2 separate regions of the Pan troglodytes genome follow, and region 2 is linked to region 1. The links are chromatin contacts, called in public Hi-C maps. All regions are on one chromosome and are shown on one strand. The core of a region is the stretch at or near the end of the contact, and the rest is flanking DNA. Distances in the headings are between cores, read along the strand shown.

Region 1 (3,176 bases), core at 229-2,728:
ACGTATAATATGATTTTTTTAAAAAATCAGATGATCATCACGAACTGGCTCTCTTTTTGCACAGTATAACAAGTCCTGCACTCTTTGTTTGAATATTATCCTTTATACTATTCAGAAATAAATTCCTTTCACCATAGGCTGTGTATGTGTTGGAGGAAGGATTTCAGAAAAATTTTCCAAAGTACCTAGCAATGTATTTTGCACACACCAGTGATGATATGAAGAACATCATGAACTGGACAAAGTCACGACAATCGGGGCTCTCACATTCCAATCCCATCTGAGCTTCCCTCTTCCTTTGGTTCAACTGTAACTTTTGACTTTTTTTCACTGTTAAAAGTTACAACAGACACTTGCTCCAACCTCTAGCCTTTTAATAATTTTTAGTTATACTCTAGTATGTGTATAATCACCCAAGCATTAAAAACAAAAATATAACCAAAACAACAACAAAAACAAAAACCCAGCAACTAAAACTATCCCTCTTAATGAAAAATAAAATCACAGAGTGAAAACGAACCTGCTAAAGAAACATAAAAATAAAATTTATACCTATAGAAGGAACAAGATGTACATGGATTAATCAGAAAAAGCATATACATTTCTTTATCTGATCAGGGTCTTATGCATGTAATTCAACCCTTTGCAATTACTATTACTCAGTAATAGTTATTCAAAATTTAAAAGATTAATAAACTGAGATAAAGAGAAGTTAAATGTGTTCTTTCAGCTGACAGCTCATCAAATGTCATTTACAGAATTTGAAAAATCCAGTTCTGTTCTGGTCACTTTAAGTAAATACAGTAACATGTCCTGATGTACAAATTATTACAGCTAAAAAGTTTTAGAATGCTTACACATTGTGCCAAGCTTTGCTTTAAGTGCTTTACAGAAATTAACTTGGTTTAATCTTCTCAACAACTCTAAGAGATAGGCCCTCTAACTGAGCCTCATTGCACAGAAGAGAATTCAAAATCACAGAGACGTCAACTGATTGCCTAAGGCACCCATTTGGGACGTTAGGATTGCCGGGATTCAAGCACAGGCTGTGTCCTTATTGTTAGAATTAAAATGCACTTCCACAAAATAAGGCATTTAGCTAACATGCATTTTAAATAATTTAGACATACTAAATAGTCATTAAAACAATAAAGAAAATTATCCCCCTTAAAAAAGTAACTAACCTGAGAGATTAAAAAAAAAAAATCTTTGCTTACAACATTCAACTAAGAAAAAGATGCCCCAAATTTCTCACAGATCAGCCATTATTTTAAATGAATGGCGAGTAAAGCCATCATCTATGGTTTTAGTTCTAAAAGCCATCTCTCCCAGAACACAAAACCTAGTAATGTCATCACTAAGAATCCCATTCCAATGGAAACAAACTCCTTCACATTCACCTTTTTTTTGGGTTCGGAACATTTCCAACTGTTTCTGCTGCTGTCGTCTTAATGTATTAACAATAGCTATTGCTAGTCTCAGTGCTTCTCTGGGGTACCCATGAGAACGTAATGCGTCCACTCTTGCACAGGCTGTAGGAACATGTTCTAAAACAGAAAGTCAAGGGGGTAAAGTTGCCACTGTCAGATATATCCATAAAAAAAGAATTTAATAGTAAGATGTTTTTCCCAAAATACTATTAAAAAGACACAAGAAACCATTCCTGAACTTGGATTTGAATGAAAATCTCAGCTCCTATTGCCAAGCATTCATCCATCTCCCATTGAATCCTTCAATTCTCCACCTCCCATTCCAGTAATGCTATAGAAACTAAACAAAGAAGTAAGTCATGGAAATGTCTTTCCGGTTTGGTCACTTACCATGCCAGAGGGGCCACCCGCGGGAGTCGAAGAGGGAGTTTTCAGTGTCGTCATGGTAACAGTAGTTGGTGTATAGGTCACTGCTGATAATGTGCTGCAAGTGGCTATCCTGCCAGTGGAGATCACATGCCTCGATGGCTCGGGTGAACACTGTCCGATGTGGCCTGTTCGATGAATCTGTTTTTTCCACAATTCAGAAAGCCGTGTCAGCTATTATTCACATGTGAATAAATCAGTCATACCATTCTGTGGCCAGATGTTCATGAACACACCCACACACATTGTCCTGCACCCCCTAAGCAGAAGGGTGAAGGGTGAATACTCTCACATTCTAAGTACTAAGAGGCAGGTCAGCCCAAGAGCCACCATTCACTCACTTGTTTATCAAACACAAACATTCTGCAGCCATTAAAGCTAAGGTTAAAGGCGTCCTGCAAAAAGAATTGTCAAGTCTAGTTTCCATGCCAGATACACTCAAAGGAGCCACTCGGCACAAAAGTCACAGGAAAACTCACTGCTCCCCACTTCTGAGGTGCTGTGGTGGGCTGCCCTTATGGGATCAACAGCTCTCACAAACACTATGCAAGAGATGCGACACCAGCCATGGAACCTTTCAGGATTATGCAGTCAGCCTTTAAAGATATGCATAAGGGTTGTGCTTTTGGTTGTATTTTTTAACTATATTGTGCGGTTTTGCACAATTAAAACTATTATGCTTCTTGGGATATAATGCTTAAATATCACTTTATATCCCAAAGGGCATAAATGCATATATTTAACATTTCACAAAGCCACACAACATAGCTACAAAACAAACCAGCGCACTTACCTTGCCCCTACAGGCTGCCTCCTGACTCCTGGGCAGGTTCCATGACTGGTGTGATGTCCCCAGCATAGTGTATGCCAGGGCATCACAAAAGAGCAGAGCCATACACTCCGAAGAGGGTTCAAGTTTCAGGACCTGACGGAGAAAAGAAATGTTTGGGGAATAAAGGATATTCTCACCTCAACTCCTGGGATTATTCAATTCCTAAGGATTATATGGTTCAAATTCTACCTGCACACCCACCCCTTGGGTTCCCACTCTAAACTTACCTTCAACTGTGGCACAAACTTTAGCAATCCTCAACTGGAAATCAGGTTAACAAACTATTTTTATTTATGTGTACTTAACCTAGTTCAAATATAACCTCTCATTGTTCTGAGACTTAATTAAATGAGAAGCAAAATCTGGAGCTTCCTTAATTGGTAAGATTTCATTTTCCTGTCACCGGACCTTTGGCTGAGCACAGACATAAGGGAAAACACAAAAATCAAAGGACAACTGAATTGAGAAGAAGAGACTGGAGAACTCAT
Region 2 (3,129 bases), core at 548-3,047, 190 kb after region 1:
GAGACTCTTTTGTTTGGTTTCTCCTTTTCGGAGGGTGACAGAAAACTGAAAGGGGCACAAATAAACCTGAAAATGAGAACAAAGTGCTGGGTCGTGCCGGGCTACCGCGCCGCGGGGACGCGGGAGCGGCCGCCGAGCCCTCTGCCTCGCGCTCCTGCAGCCCGCTCGCCCCTTTGGCTGCGAGCGGCAAATCCGCAACTGCCGACCGCGGCTCGCCCGGGGCACCACGACCTGACCACACAGCGCAAACAAAACTCGGGCGGCGGGACACAAGGGCTGCGCCGCGGCCCGCACAGGGGTGTCTGGAGGCAGCTTCAAAGAAAAGGGAAGCGCTAGCAGCTCCTCCTCGGACTCGCGCCCTTTAATTAGTGAGCGTCCTACGGGCGAGATGTCCCTCCGGAGACGGAGTCCGGTCCGCCGCCACCTCTCCTCTGCGCCGCTTGGAGACTGAGGAGGCGCAAAGAAAAGGACATTTAAACCCCGGGCGGCCAGTGGAGCTCGCCCGGGCCAGACGCCACAGCGACCCGGGAGCGCCGCGGCCGCTCGCCCGTCGGAGCCCTAGGAGGAGCGGCGGCCGAGCGGCTTTAAGTGTATTCCCCTCCCCTCAAATCGCGTGGGGCGGGGGCCAGAAAGAAAAAGGAGCGAGCGACAGGCAGTGGGAGAGGGGGGGAGCGCCGAACGGCCGGGCCGCGGCCGGCATTGTCTGCGGCCCGCGCCCCCTCCCCCGCCCCGCACAGCCCCGCCACACACACCCTCGCGGGAGGCCGGCCGTCCGCCCGCGCCTTTGTCCACATCCACCCCCGAAACCGGCGAACAGCCCTCCAGGATGTGCTCCCCGGAGGAGGGCGGGGAGGGGAGCGCGGGCCGGGGGCGCGGAGCCCACGGAGGGGCGCGTCCTGCTGATTCATTTCCCACTCGCGCTGGCCCGTCCGGGGCGACGGGGGGCAGGGAAGGGAGGGAGGAAATGGGCGCTCCGCTCAGGAGGACCGTCCGGGCCAGGGAGGACACCCGCAGGGGTGCGGGCGCGCGCGGAACTAGGGGCTGTCCGCAGGAGAGAAGCGGGCACCCCCCCCCCAATCCAGGGACTGACGGACGGACAGACGGCTCCCGGCTGCCCCGTGACTCACCGACTTGCAGGACGTTGTCTACGCAGCCGCTTTCCAACAGCGCGATGCCCCGGCGGAAAGGCAGCCGCGTCTCGTCGCCGCCGTCCGCCGCCCCGGCAGCCCCCACCGACGGGGCCCCGGCCCCCGCGGCGGCGGCGGCGGCGGCGGCGGCGGCAGCGGCGGCGGCGGCCGAGGTTGCGGCCAGGGAAGACGAGGAGCCGCCGCCGCCCGCGCCGCCGCCCGCGCCGCCGGGGCCGCCGCTGTCGTCGCCGGGGCCGCCCGCGGCGCCGCCGCTGGTGTTGAAGGACGAGTACATGCAGATCTCCCGCTCGCTGCGGGGGAAGGACCAATAGACTATGCGGCGCTGCACCGGCTCCGGGATGCGCTCAAAGCGCTCCTCCACGCGCTGGAACGGCCACTTCTCCGCCACCCTGCGCGCCGCGATGTCCAGCAGCGACTCGGGGCTCTGGGTCTTGCCCGGCGGCAGCAACCCCAGCGCCGCGCCGCCCCCGCACGCCGCCGCCGCCGCCGCGCCACCCGCCCGCGGGCCCGGCCGACAGGCAGAGCTGTAGCCGCCACCCGCGCCGCCGCCGCCGCTGCTGCCCCCGCCGCCGCCGCCGCCCGGCCGGCAGCAAAGCCGTTTCGCGGGAGGAGGCTGCTGTCCGCGCTCCGCCATGACCGCGCCGCTTCTAACCCGACAGCGGAAGTGCCGGGACCCTATAAACGGCACTAGGAAGCGCGACACGCACACGCCGTCGCGACGCCACGATGCCATCTAGGGCCCGCCGCTCCTTGTATGGGCACAAGAGGTGGGGCCTCCGCTGTGACGCAGAGGCTGGGGCGGGGCTCCGATGGGGGAACCTAGGGCCGGGGGCGGGGCCTATGCAAATCGCTGGGCTGAAACATAAATAGAGCGCCTGGCGGACACGGGGGTGGCGGGGGCGGGCCGTTTTGGTGCCTGGTGGGTTGTGAGAATGTCAGGCTGCTGTGACGCGGGGGAGGGCGGGGTCAGGTGGGGTTCCCGTGGGAGGGGGCGGGCCGCCGGGCCGGGCCTGAGGTGGGTGGGTCTCTGCGCCCCCTGCCTACCCCACTTCCCCCTCCAGTTCTCAGCTTCTCTTTGAAGTCCGAGAAGTGAGGATGCGCCTCGTGGATCGCAGCGGGGGAGGAAAGGGGAGAAGAGGGGGTGAGCGAAGGGGAGGGTTCTGAGCTAAATGGAGGGCGGGGCCCACGGGCCGATGCCCCACCCCCCCGTCCCCCTGCCCTTCGGGGGAAAAGCCTCTGGGCGGAGGAGGCGCTTTCAAAACAAAGAAATGCGGCATGGAGCCCGGGGGACGCGGGTGGAGAGGAAGGCGGAGGAGGCGCGGCCAAACCCGAGCGCCTGCCAGCTTCCCCTCCAGCCGGTCCAGGGGAGCTCTCCCCACCACCCGCCGAAGCTGCGGCGGGGAAGGGGGAGGATGGCTGCGTTCGGCGGCGGCTTTCCACTTCACTTTTGCAGACCTGGTGTGGAAGGAGCGCGCCCGCTCTGCTACCCCGCATGGCTGCAGTGCGCCCATCCCCGAGCTCCGCGTCCGTTCTTTCCCGGCTGCAGGGCTGTGCCCGAAAACACGCAGAGCGCTCGGAACGTGCCCAGCAGCCGCGCGACCCGCGTCCGGAGCCGGCTGCCACCGTCCCGCCCTCGCTGCCTCAGCCCCTCGGGCCAGGAAACCGACCTGCCCGCTAGGAGTCGAGGAGCTCCGGCCGCCCTTGTCGCCCCCGCGGCCGCGCGGACAAGGCCCCGCTCCAGGCCGGGGTTTCTCCCGCTCGGGGTGGAACGCAGCCCGGGCTGTGGGGTTAGCAGACACACCTTTGTGAGTACACACGCCGCAGGGCGCGCGCAAGCTCCACGGGCGCGCGCACACATCGCCCAGCAGGCGGCAGACGGCGTGCCAGGCGGCGGACGGCGGCTTCGGGCGCACTTGGGTCTGCGGCCCGGCTCCCACCCCGGCGCCCGGCTGCGCGGCGCTCGGGACGCGCGCCGCGCTCT

The links. Hi-C and Micro-C count contacts between places; a contact is called where the count stands out from the background.
Region 2: a contact with region 1 is called in a Hi-C map of stem cell-derived neural progenitor cells, with 2.4 times the contacts expected there. The contact joins the promoter of ZSWIM6 here to the enhancer-like site in region 1. A contact is called at or near these places in 1 of 7 Hi-C or Micro-C datasets (stem cell-derived neural progenitor cells) and 1 of 1 datasets of contacts at active chromatin or transcription factors (stem cell-derived excitatory neurons).

What each region holds. Positions count from the first base shown.
Region 1 is chr4:53,091,718-53,094,893 of NHGRI_mPanTro3-v2.0_pri, forward strand. ZSWIM6 (zinc finger SWIM-type containing 6) reads right to left here. Exons shown (of 14, transcript XM_024353416.3): 6 at 1,821-1,997; 7 at 1,401-1,547. Among named protein-coding and RNA genes, the nearest start is that of ZSWIM6, 190 kb to the right of the region's middle. Within about 2 kb of position 1,479, at least 5 of the 24 cell types and tissues checked have an H3K27ac peak or open chromatin away from gene starts, as enhancers often do. A contact at or near this core is called in stem cell-derived neural progenitor cells, where this site is marked.
Region 2 is chr4:53,282,697-53,285,825 of NHGRI_mPanTro3-v2.0_pri, forward strand. It overlaps ZSWIM6 (zinc finger SWIM-type containing 6), which reads right to left and starts at 1,798. Exons shown (of 14, transcript XM_024353416.3): 1 at 1,128-1,798. The coding sequence starts at 1,782. LOC134810077 (a long non-coding RNA gene) reads left to right here and starts at 2,160. Exons shown (of 2, transcript XR_010157231.1): 1 at 2,160-2,289.